2 separate regions of the Sus scrofa genome follow, and region 2 is linked to region 1. Evidence: chromatin contacts called from public HiChIP or PLAC-seq data. All regions are on one chromosome and are shown on one strand. Each heading gives the region's core, a stretch centred on a gene start, on an enhancer-like site or on the middle of the called end of the contact. The rest is flanking DNA. Distances are from core to core; before and after follow the strand shown. Region 1 holds the start of BRK1 (protein BRICK1). Region 2 holds the start of CAMK1 (calcium/calmodulin dependent protein kinase I).

Region 1 (5,689 bases), core at 2,992-5,491:
TATGTTTAAAGTGCTACAGATGCCCCCTCAAAATAAACGCCAACAAACTCTTTGTACCACCAAATCACATGATAAACACAACACAAGCCTCCCAGGTACACAGCAGAACTGAGTCATACTCAGGGCTTAGAATGGGAAAATAAATCCCACTCACTCATCCTGAGTCATCCAAGTCCAAGACGACAGACTCAAGTCTGTCCTTATGATTTATCCAGTTTCTCAGCCTGGTGGTCTTTGTTTCGTTATACTGTCAATCTTCAGGAACTTGCCTCAGGTATACTGAACTGCTAAGTCAAATTGCTTTAACTTTAAATTTTGCTAATTGTTCTTACTTGTAATTAATGTTTTTTTCGTTAAAAGGATTAAATTTACTTCCTAAGATCTTCACAAACTACCTACTAATTACTCCAAATGCTAGGCCATTATCCTCACTTTAAAGGATAGGCCACTAAACTGGCCTAAACTGAGGGAAACCATTCCTTCCAGCTCCTGAAGATTGGACTCCTGTGTGTTTATTTCCAGGCTTGTTGGTCTAGAACTTGTTGGAAATTTCAAAAAAAGAAAAGCATTCTCTATCTAATAATAAAATGTGACACACAGATACAAAATCTCACAGCAGCTATTTCCTTACTTATAAAGCAGGAAAAGACACATTTCTCCTCCACAAAGCCTAAGCTCAAACTCAAAATTTTCAGTTAGTTCCAAGACTCACTATAAATTTAGTGATACGTCAAGAAGTTTTGTGCCAGAGATAAACATATGTTTATTATATGCTTATTAACATGATTCAGTGCTCAAAAATGAAGTTATTACATTATCTGCATGCAAACTAGGGGGACTGGGATGCTAGATGACTTAAATTTTGAAAAACAGTCCCAGTTTAACTGGGTTTTTTTTAGGTTCTTTATTTACTGAACTGACATTCTTAATACTTTGCTTGGATATTCTTTCTACATATCCAATATTAACTCCTACCAGATAAATGAAGTCTTTTAATTCTGCTTTTAAAAGAAAAAACTCTCCATGTCAGTTATTTGTCCAACTGCTTTCCATGCCTCTACAGAAAAGGACAAAGTCTCAAAACTGTGATCCTGTCAGCACTCCATCCTTCCCTGAGCATGGAATATTTTGCTTGCTCCTATGTGGCCTTTTCTCTGACAGAATGTTATGAGTAAAGAATCCTCAATAATAGTTTAGCTCTCTAAGAAAGTAGGAGGGACAATTATCAGAACATTGAAAGAGTTTACAATGAACTTTAAAAAATAACTTCAGGGGAAGTTCTATCACGGCTCAGTGGTTAACGAACCCAACTAGCATCCATGAGAACACAGGTTTGAGCCCTGGCTCAGTGGGTTAAGGATCTAGCGTTGCCATGAGCTGTGGTGTAGGTTGCAGACACAGCTCGAATCCCGTGTTGCTGTGGCTGTGGCACAGGCTGGTGGATGCAGCTCCAATTCGACCCCTAGGAACTTCCATATGGCAGCGCTAAAAAAAAAAAAAGAAAAAAAAAGACAGAAAAAACTTGAGGGAGGTCCATGGCTCAACAGGTAAAGGTTGTCACTGTTGAGGTTTAATCCCTGGCCCAGGAACTTATTTATTTATTTTGCTTTTTAGGGCTGTACTCATGGCATATGGAAGTTCCAGGTCAAAATGGACCTGTAACTGCCAGCCTACACCACAGCCACAGCAACTTGGGATCAGAGCCGAGTCTGTGACTTACACCACAGCCCACAGCAAGGGCGAACCTGAATCCTCATGGATACTAATTTCTATTTCTTCTTTTTCTGCTGCTGCTTTTTTTTTTGCTACACCCTCGGCATGTGGAAGTTCCCAGACCAAGGACTGAACTGTGCCACAGTTGCAGCCTGTGTCACAGTTGTGGCTTGTGCCTCTTTAACCTGCTGCACCACACAGGAACTTCCAGGGATCTATAATTTCCTTTCTTTCTTTTTTTTTTTTTGTATTTTTAAGGCTGCTCCCATGGCATATGGAAGGCTAAGGGCTGAATCAGAGCTTCAGCTGCCGGCCTATACCACAGCAACAAGGGACCCGAGCTGCATCTAAGACCTACATCACAGCTCATTGCAACGCCAGATCCTTAAACCACTGAGCAAGGCCAGGAATCAGTGAGAGTCCTCATGGATACTAGTCAGGTTCATTACCACTGAGCCATGATGGGAACTCCCAGAGATCTATAATTTCTTAACTACCATTCCTATCACAACTTCTATAGCAAGTAATATGTATGAATATGTATCACTGGCATATAATTTATACTATTCTTACTGCTCACTAATACAACCTTTCCCCCAGTCCCTGAATGAGGACTCCACCATCCCAAAACATATCAAGATTATAGTTCTAGAGGTCCTGCAGTGGTGCAGTGGGTTAAGAATCCGACTGTAGTGGCTCTGGTCACTGCAGAGGTGTGGGTTCAATCTCCAGCCCAGGGCACTGGGTTAAAAGATCTGTTGTTGCTGCAGCTGTGGCTTGAATTCAATCCCTGGCCCAGAAATTTCCATATGCCATGGGTATGGCTATAAGAATTTTAAACATTTTTTAAAAAGGTTATAGTCCTACACATTTGTATGCAAGTATATATATTTATATATTTTATAAGCTTATTATAAATAAATAATGTGTATTTACATACAAATGTAAAAGACCATGTATATATTTGTCTTTTCAGGGCCAAACCCAAGGCATATGGAAGTTCCAAGGCTAGGGGTTGAATCGGAGCTGTAGCTGCTGGCCTACACCACAGCCAGAGGAATGCAGAATCCCAGCCACCTCTGCACCCTACACTACAGCTCCTGCAACACAGATCTTTAAATTACTGAGTGTGGCCAAGAATCAAACACAGGTCCTCATGGATACTAGTCAGGTTTGTTACTGCCGAGCAACAAGGGGAATTCCTATATGTAAATATATTAAATCAGAAACAATGTTCTGCTTTGCTCTGATGTCATTATTTCATCTTCAAAATAGAAATCACTTAATTGTAGGAAATGGTTCTTATTCTGTCTTCCCCACAGAGACTGAGAAAGAGCCTTGTACTCAGATCTAGTTTGTCTTGCTGATGCTTTTGGACAAATCTCTTGCTGTCACCTTTATACACTCCTTTGGACTTCTCTTAGCAAGAAAATAATTCCTTTTTAAGTCTTTTTAAATTTATCAGTTTCCCCTACTTAATCGCTTAATGTTGCTGAATTAGTGGGCCAGAAGCACAACTGGAAAAAGATCACTAGATGTCATCCCCACACCTTGTGATGACATAAAAAGTTTACCCAGTGCCCGGTTCTTTCAAAGTAACACTCGGAGAACAAGAGTCAGGAGTCTCTGCTGCAGGGTGTAGCACAAGGATAGGAAACAACGCGGAAGGAACTTTAAGACTGTCACGGACAGGTCATGCCAAGGAAAGATTTTGCTAGAAGCAGACAACACCCACTGTGGTCTAGATACTAGCGATGCAGAGATGTCCCTGGCCGGACGCGATGTGGGCCCTCCTCCGCTCTCATCTACCACTCTGCACAGCACACGCCGAGACAGGAAAGGACCGACAGGAGGGGCGACTAACAGGCTCGACGCTAAAGGGCTTCTGGACAGCGCTCTCTGAGCACCAAGTGACGACTGAAACGAAGCACAAAAGAAGGGAGACGCCTGAAGAGAAGGAAAGATTCAGGCGATGGATGGGGCTGTCTGACACGTCCGGGAAAGGAACGGACTTGTTACTGGATGCGGGGGGAAGGCAATGAAGCCGATGAGCTCAGCGTGGGGCAGGATAACCCCACAGGGAATGATCAGTGGAGGCCGGGGGTCAGAGCGAGAGGGGAAAAGTGCGGCCTGAAGGCGGAAGCAAACACCAGCAGGAGCCCACGGCTCCCAGAACCCGCGTCAAAGCTTCTCAGCGCCCTCCCTAGGCGGGCCCCCCTCCTCCCTGCCTCCCCCTGCTCGCCCGCTGACCAAACGAGTTGAGAAAGTCTGCGATTTTCTTGATGCTGCTGGTGATGACTTCAATGTACTCCCGGTTCGCCCAATCCTGGTGAATCTCCCGCTGCACGGGATCCTCTTGGCCTGCCATGGCTGCAGCTGAAGGAAGCGCGACTGCGCACGCGCCTCGACCCTCCAGGCCTCCAGTGCGCCGACGCAGCCAGCCCACGCCCATGCTCGGTTGGCCACAAATCCACAGGCTTCGTGATGCGCCTGCGCATTGTCAAGTCCCCGCCAGCGTCTTCGCTCTTCTCCCACACCCCGGAAAACGGTGGCCGCAAAACCGGCTTGGAGAATGGAGTGCGCACGCACTCAGAGCCCCCCCCGTCCCCCCTCAGTCACTGGCAGTTTTGGTCGTTAGGGGGCGCGTGAGCCCGCATCAACCCTAACTTCAGGCGCTCCAAACTGAGATCTCTGACCACAATAAGCTGGGCAATGCCAATTAAACCACAGAAAACACAAGTCATTTCAAAAATGCCTTTTAACAACACATGATGCCCACCTTGCATTTATCAAATGAACAAAAGGTTATTTTTTTAAACTATAATACTTAGAGATGAAGAGGCTGGCTGAAGGGAAATGGGAAAATTAGTAAATAGCTGGTCATACTGTAAGCTGGCAAGATCTATTCAGAAGGAAATTTAATAAAGTCATTGGTGGAGTTCCCGTTGTGGCTCAGCCGTAAGGAACATGACTAGTATCCATGACGTGGATTCCATCCCTGGCACTAGCTCAGTGGGTTAGATAGAGCTGCAGAGTCTTTGATCTGATGGCTGTGGTCCAGGCTGGCAGCTTACAGCTTTGATTCGACCCCTAGCCTGGGAAGTCCACATGCCTTGGGATGCGGCCCAAAAAAGACAAAAAAGAAGAGCTCATTGGAAAAGAGAAAACACTTTGAGCACAATGTTCTTAAAGGCATCATTCATTTAAAAAAACAAATCTCAACTGTTGGGGAATGGCTAAATATCAGTATAGTCACTTAGAGCAATATTATGAGGTCATTTAAATGTCAATTATGGCAACAGAACACACATGCTAAAGTGAAGAAGAAAACAAAATACAAAATTTTTTCTTTTCTTTTTTTTTGGTGGGGGAGCCCGCACCCCTGGCATATGGAGGTTTCCAGACTAGGGGGTCTAATCAGAGCTGTAGCTGCCAGCCTATGCCACAGCAATGCCAGATCAAAGCAGCGTCTGCAAACCTACACCACAGCTCACGGCAACAATGGATCCTTGACCCGGTGAGCAAGGCCAGGGATCTAACCCGAAACTTCATGGTTCCTAGTCGGATTCGTTTCTAATGTGCCACGATGGGAATTCCTTTTTCTTTTTCTTTTTTAACAATTTTAAAAAATATTTTGTCTTTATTTATTTAGTCTTTCTGCCATTTCTTGGGTCGCTCCCACGGCATATGGAGGTTCACGAGGCTAGCGGTCGAATCCGAGCTGTAGCTGCCAGCCTACGCCAGTGCCACAGCAACATGGGATCCGAGCGGCGTCTGCAACCTACACCACAGCTCACAGCAACACCGGATTGTTAACCCACTGAGCGAGGCCAAGAACCGAAGCCGCAACCTCATGGTTCCTAGTCGGATTCGTTAACCACTGCGCCACGATGGGAACTGTCTTTATTTTATATAATGATATTTTTTCCATTATAGCTGGTTTACAGAGTTCTGTCATTTTTTCTACTGTACAGCA
Region 2 (6,331 bases), core at 39-2,538, 260 kb after region 1:
TCCAGGCACGTCACATCCATTATCCCACAGAATTCTCAGGAAAATTCTGAGTCAGTCATCAATATTCCATATTCCAAATGAAGAAATTGAGGCTAAGAGAGGTAAAGTGTGACTCAGAAAAGTTAGTCTCTAAAGCCTTTCTAGGAACCTCTTCCTCTCTCATTGTAGAATGGGCACAATAACCTGACCACCTTCGGACACAGTCCTGAGGTTAAGACAGGGAAAAGCCAATTGAAAATGAGATTGAGCTAAGCATTGTCCTCTCCCTATCTGCAGCTGTAAAATGCAGGAATTCAAGATTGAGGAGCGGCCATGAGGTGGAGTGGGGGGTCCCCAGAAACGTGCCTCCTCCGGCTGGCTCCAGTCCAGCCCCACCCCTTCTTTCTGGGAGTTGCTCCCTCAGTCCCTTCTCCCCAAGGAAGGCCTTGCTCAAGAGGACACAGACCAGGTCTTTTGGCCCCTTGCCCGCCGCCCCAGAGCGGTTTTGGGCTTCCTCTCCCAACCTGGCCCTGAGCCAAAGGCCGCTGGCGCCAGCCCAGTCACGTGGTCCTCTTTGGCCCGCTTCCACGAGGATCCAGATTTAACTCTCCCCCCTCCCCCTTCCCTCCCCGCCCCAGTCCCTCTGGGCACCACACCCGATCTGGCCCGCAGGTGTAGGGAATTAGAGCATCAGCTCTGCAGGTGTGGAGAATTAGAGCCTTAGCTCTGCCTCAGAGAGGGACCTCAGTTTTCCCGCAAGTCAAATGGGATCCCCACCCTAAGACTGTCTCAATTCTCTTCATCACCTACCCTTGCCTTGTCCTTTCCGAACGGCCCCAGGCCTCCACTCCTCTCAGTCTCTAGAGCTCTTCCCTGGGCCTAATTCCCAGGGGCGGACAGGGGCAGGGAGAGTAGGACAGCGCCCAACCCTAAGGGAGCTCCCAGAACTGGTCTGAAAGAAACTCCTAGAGATAGGGCGAAAATGGCCAGCTTCCGGCATCAGACAGACTTGTGTTCGAATTCGACTCTGCTTCTGACCAACTGACTTTGAGCGCTTCATCTCTCTGTGCCTCAGTTGTTCCTACTGTGAAACGGGGACCCAGCCTGATGACGAAGGATGAAAAGAACCCAGCGGAGGATCTGACCTGCACGAAGGGCGGCCGCTGTTAACTCCTGACCTCTCGCCCCTTTCCCAGCCCGGGAGCGGAGCCTCACCTCCCAGTCCCCAGTCCCTCCGTCGCAGGCTCCTCCTCCACTGACATCAGAGCCGCAGGCGGGCGGAGGGAGCCAGCCGAGTCCGAACCAAGCCCCAGCGAGAGAGCCGGCGGCGGGGCCAGGCGCGCAGCAGCGGCGGGCGGCGGACGGCGGCCAGCGGCCAGCGGCCAGAGCCCAGCACCAGGCACCTCCGGCCTCCCAGCCAGCCCCGCGGCGGGGCAGCCGCAGGTACAAGCCCAAAGCCGCGCCGCCCGACCCTGGGCGCAGCCGCTGGATACCCTCCCCCAAGGATGGAAAGGGGAGCCCGGGCGTGCCGGACTCTAGATGGGCAGGGCCGGGCCTCACTCCCCAACCTCTGCCCCAGGCCCAGCAGGTGCCGGTGGGAAACTGAGTGGGTAAAAGAGGAAGGTGGGGAAGGGATGTGTGTGCGTGCGTGTCTGCCTTCAGCTGGGCCTGAATGTGGAAGGACTGGGCATTTGGAGGTATGGATGTGTTGGGATATGAGAGTGACTTAGCTTTGGCAAGGGGCTTCAGATATGAAGTTGCAGCATGTTGGTGTATAAGGGTATCCGTGCGGATGTCTGGGAGTCAGTGCTTTTGTTGCAGATATATGTCCAGGTGTTGTGGTGTGCTGGTATCCAGCTCAAAAGGGCAGTAAGTCAGAGTTGGGGACGTATACAGTTGTGTGCTGACCATGTTTGGAGTTAGGAGTATAAGGATTTGCAGTTGAAGAGCTTCTAGGATAAAGGTATGAATGAATCTGGGATGTCTGGTATACAGGTGAGTGTGTGTGTCTGCCTGTCTGGGTGTCATCAAGGTGTGTATGGATGTGTGTTTTGGGGTATGAGAGGGATGTTTGGGTGTGAGGATGTCTGGGGGAGTGTGTGTTTGGATGTGTGTGCTGACGTCCGGGTGTACATGTGTGATCAAGTGTCAGAGTAACTGGGGATGGCGTGTGCTGGAGGCAGGTGTTTGGGTTCAGGGGTGTGGGTGGCTTTTGATGTGAAACTGTGAGGTTCATATCTGCCAGGCTTCCAGGTGGGTTTAAAATTCTGCCTCTACAGCTTACCACCAAGTCTCCTTTCCTAGAAGTTTCTGCCCCTTGGGATTGGTGGCCAGGCCCCCTTGGGAACATGTCCCATCCAAAGAGTGGAATCCCACACTAGGAGCTCTAATCAGGGCACCTTCCCCTCATTTTTTCCCATGGAGGAAAAAGAGAAGGAAAGGGCCCTCCCTGAGGACACACAGTACACTGAGCTCTGTTTTGGCTTCACTCTCTGTGGACCTGGGATGGGATTGAGAGGCTGTGTTCTCTGGATGGGTCCTAGTCTGGCTGCAGTGCCTTCCTAGGTCTTTGCCTCCAGCAGTCTTTGCTGGGGCCCAGCTAGGGGTCATTGAGCAACTCTGGATCCAAACCCTATCCATCACCAACCTTCGTCTCCCCATTCTTCATCTGATAAATGGGGAGAGCTCACCCTCTACTACTGGTTAGAGTCTCCGTGGTGGTGAGGTCTCAGTGGTGAAAAGTATAGGCTGGATCAGGATGAGATGAAGCCAGGAAGGGACAGGTTGGGTGGGACAATTTCTCAGGTTGCTGGGATCCAGATGGGGAGTCAGAAGGGAGAGGGGGTAATAAGAGGCCTGGGGAGCTCCAGCTGTGGCTGCTGTTGCTGTGGTAACAGTGTGGAAGGAGCTATTTAAAAAACGTGGCAGAGATATTGCTGGAAGCCCAGGCTGCCGGAAACCTGATTTCCAAGAGGCCTGGCAGGGAGAAGGGGGAGGGAGAGGAGACACCCCAGCAATTCTGAGGGTGGGGCTGGGACATCACTGGTTCTGGGACAAGGGGATCCTCCAGGGCAGTGCGTTTCTACAAGCTGCTCTGGGGTCTTCTCTGCACTTCTCCCAGAGATCAGTGTGCCCCTAAGCGTTTGGATTTAGAGAGGGAGAAACTGGGAGGTGAGCTGAATTAATGAATGAATGAGTGACTTTGTTGAATAAAGAATTTTGCTGCCACCCTGAGGGATTTTCCTCTAAGCATAGGGCGTGCTGCATAGGTGTTGAAAGAACAAATGGCTGTGAATGAATGTTTGCTGAATGACTTTGTCTAATGAATGATCAAGGAATGATTCAGTGTGGGCTGAGTGACTGAACAGGAGCCCCCAAGCAAGTTCCTACAAAGATGGGGGCCCCACTGAGTCTTCTTCCATTCTCCTTCCTAGGAGCCCTGGCTGTGGTTGGGGGGCAGTGGACCATGCCGGGGCAGTGGAAGCCCCACCTGGAAGCAGGCGGAGGATATTAGAGACATTTACGACTTCCGTGATGTTCTAGGAACGTGAGTCTCAGGGTGGGAGTGAAGGGGCGGCTGTCCCTGAGATGGGAGGTGGGGTTGGGAAGGCCCTTACCCCTGGGCCTGGAGGGGCTGAGGCCAGGGCGGTGCTTCCTCTGGCCAGTTGATCACTGCTTCCTGTTTCTTGCAGCCCAGGCCCTATGGTAGCATTGCCTGGCCCAGACTGGCCTTGGCTTTTCACTTCTGGCTGACGGTGGGTGGGAACTGAGGCGGCTCTTGCCAGAGTTCTAGGTTCCTGTGATGAGAATGAAGGAGCCACTTTTTCAAACTTGCTGCCAAGAACTGGGGGTTCTAACCTAGGTTTTAGAACTGAGGCTGGGCATGGCTGCCCACAATGGTGGGAATCCAGAAATAACTCAAACCTGATCTTTGCCCCTCACATTGATCCCAAACATGTGAGGGAGACAGACCCACGTAAGATGACAACAGGTGTGTGCTCTGCTCCAGCTAAAGTCATGAATGAGGACTTTGTTGAGCCCAGAGAGAGCAGAGACTTCTGTGTGGGGATAAACTTTCTGGAGAAGGGGCCTGAGAGCTGGGGACTGAAAGGATGGGTAGGAGTGTACTTGTCAGAGAAAGAGAAGGTATTCCAGGCAGAAGGAATTAGCATAAGCAAAGGCTCAAAGGCATGTTGTGTATGGAAAGAGGTAGAGTCTGGTAAAGCTTATAACAGAGGCTGGGGAAGAGTAGAAGAGGCTGAGAGGAACAGATCATGGAAGGTGAATACCAAGCTATGGAGGCTGGACTTAATCCCACAAGTCATAGGAAGACAAAAAAAAAAAAAAAAAAAAAAAAAAAATCACCTTTGAAGTTCCCTTGTGGTGCAGCTGGTTAAAGATCCAGCATCGCTGCAGCCATGGTACATGCCACGCCTGCAGGACAGGTTCGATCCCTGGTCTGGGAACTTGTACATGTGCAGCCAAAAAAAAAAAAAAAACAAAAACATAGGAAGACATTTAAGACTTTCTGGCAGATTGCAATTTAGGATGGTCACTCTGGCCACAGTATGGCAGATAAATTGGAGAGGGACAAGACCAGAAACCAGCAATGAAGGTGTCACAGTCACTAGTTACTTTGATGATTGAGATTTCACCATGAGAGATGCTTTCCTTTGACTTATGACTTATTATCCCAGGGAAAGAAAAATAGTCCTAGAAAGAGTACTCTAGTAAACCTGCCTTAATCAGTGAACTTTAGTGCAAATGAGTATGTTCCTTTCTAAGAGCCTGTTAGAAAGCATTGCTTTTCAAACTTTAGTGAGCATACATATCACCTAAGGATCTTGTTAAAATTCAAATTCTGGAGTTACTGTTGTGGTGCAGTAGAAACAAATCTGACTAGGAACCATGAGGTTGTGGGTTCAATCCCTGGCCTCGCTCATTGGGTTAAGAATCTGGCGTTGCTGTGGGTGTGGTATAGGTCACAGGATGGGTCACCTGTAGCACCAGGAGGGTGAATGAATGATAGAGGGAGACTCATCTTACCTCCTTGGTCTGGAGGTGGTTTTGTAACTCATAGGGTATGGAGGAGAGGCTGGAGGGAAGCGGAGGTTCCTGTTTCCCACCTCGTAAATCCCCTCTCACTGCAGAGGGGCCTTCTCAGAGGTAATCCTGGCAGAAGATAAGAGGACTCAGAAGCTGGTGGCCATCAAATGTATCGCCAAGAAGGCTCTGGAAGGCAAGGAGGGCAGCATGGAGAATGAGATCGCTGTCCTACACAAGTGCGTGGGCCACATCCTGTCCCTGCCCTGGGTTGACCCTACCTCAACCTCTCCCATCCTCCTCCTGCCTTTGCTTTGGGCAAATCATCTAACTTCTCTGAGCCTCAAATTGCTTTTATAAAATGTGGTAATAATCCACACTTGGTAGGGATGTGGAGTCCTTTATTAGAGGTCCTTTATTTCAAGTGCCTGGCATGACAGCTAACATGACAGATGTGACTGAGATGCTGCTGCTTATTTGCAGTGGTTTAATGTCTAATCAGATCTAAAGGTCAATCCTTGAACATGTCTTGAACCCATGTACTTCAATTGCTATTATCTCTAAACCTACCTCAAGTTCCTGCCACCTATTAAACCACTTAGCAAGTTTATAAATGCCTGTCGGCTGGCCCCTTCCTCAATCAACAACCAAATGTTCTACGAATTGCTCATGCTTATGGAAAACTTGCTGCTCTCACTTGGAAAGCTTATACAGAATCTTCACTTCCACCTCCTCCTTAATCTTTCTAAATACCCTGGGCAGGGACATAATTATTCTTTCCACTGTTGAGTTGGGGTGACTGAGGCCCAAAGAGGAAAAGACATGCCCAAGGTCACACAGCAAGTTTGTGGCAGAGCCAAAGCTTCCATCAGACTCAGTTACCATCTTTAGTGCATGTATGTAACGTTTACTGTATGTATGCCAGGCACTGTGCCAAGACTCCCACCTTCATTTCCTCACATGATCTTCACCTCAACATTTTGAGGGAAGTACCATCATTGGCTTCATATTATAGATGCTATAGATGCAGAGACTGAGCTCAGAGAGGTTACACTCAATTTATTAGTGATCACCTCCTCTGCACCAGGTGCTGGGGGAACAGTGGTGAGCAAGATAAAAGCTCTTGGTCTCATAGAGATTACATTGGTGGGGGAAGCTGACAAATACATAAGCCCTGATCAGTATATGATTGTAATAACATTTGTCAATGTGTGGGGAGCTGGGGTACCCCTCACCCCCTTGCCAAGACAAATGTTATTACAATCATACACTGATCAGTGCTATAAGGTGAAGAGACTTGCCCCCAAAT

Evidence for each region. HiChIP or PLAC-seq counts read pairs in DNA pulled down with a chosen protein or histone mark.
Region 2: a contact with region 1 is called in an H3K27ac HiChIP or PLAC-seq map of alveolar macrophages. The contact joins the promoter of CAMK1 here to the promoter of BRK1 in region 1. A contact is called at or near these places in 1 of 5 promoter capture datasets (fetal liver), 2 of 47 Hi-C or Micro-C datasets (heart right ventricle and liver) and 1 of 2 datasets of contacts at active chromatin or transcription factors (alveolar macrophages).

The regions. Positions count from the first base shown.
Region 1 is chr13:66,313,990-66,319,678 of Sscrofa11.1, reverse strand. BRK1 (protein BRICK1) reads right to left here and starts at 4,241. Exons shown (of 3, transcript XM_003132361.5): 1 at 3,964-4,241. The coding sequence starts at 4,165.
Region 2 is chr13:66,050,215-66,056,545 of Sscrofa11.1, reverse strand. It overlaps CAMK1 (calcium/calmodulin dependent protein kinase I), which reads left to right and starts at 1,288. Exons shown (of 14, transcript NM_001190195.2): 1 at 1,288-1,422; 2 at 3,414-3,452; 3 at 3,455-3,460; 4 at 3,463-3,526; 5 at 5,130-5,261. The coding sequence starts at 3,446.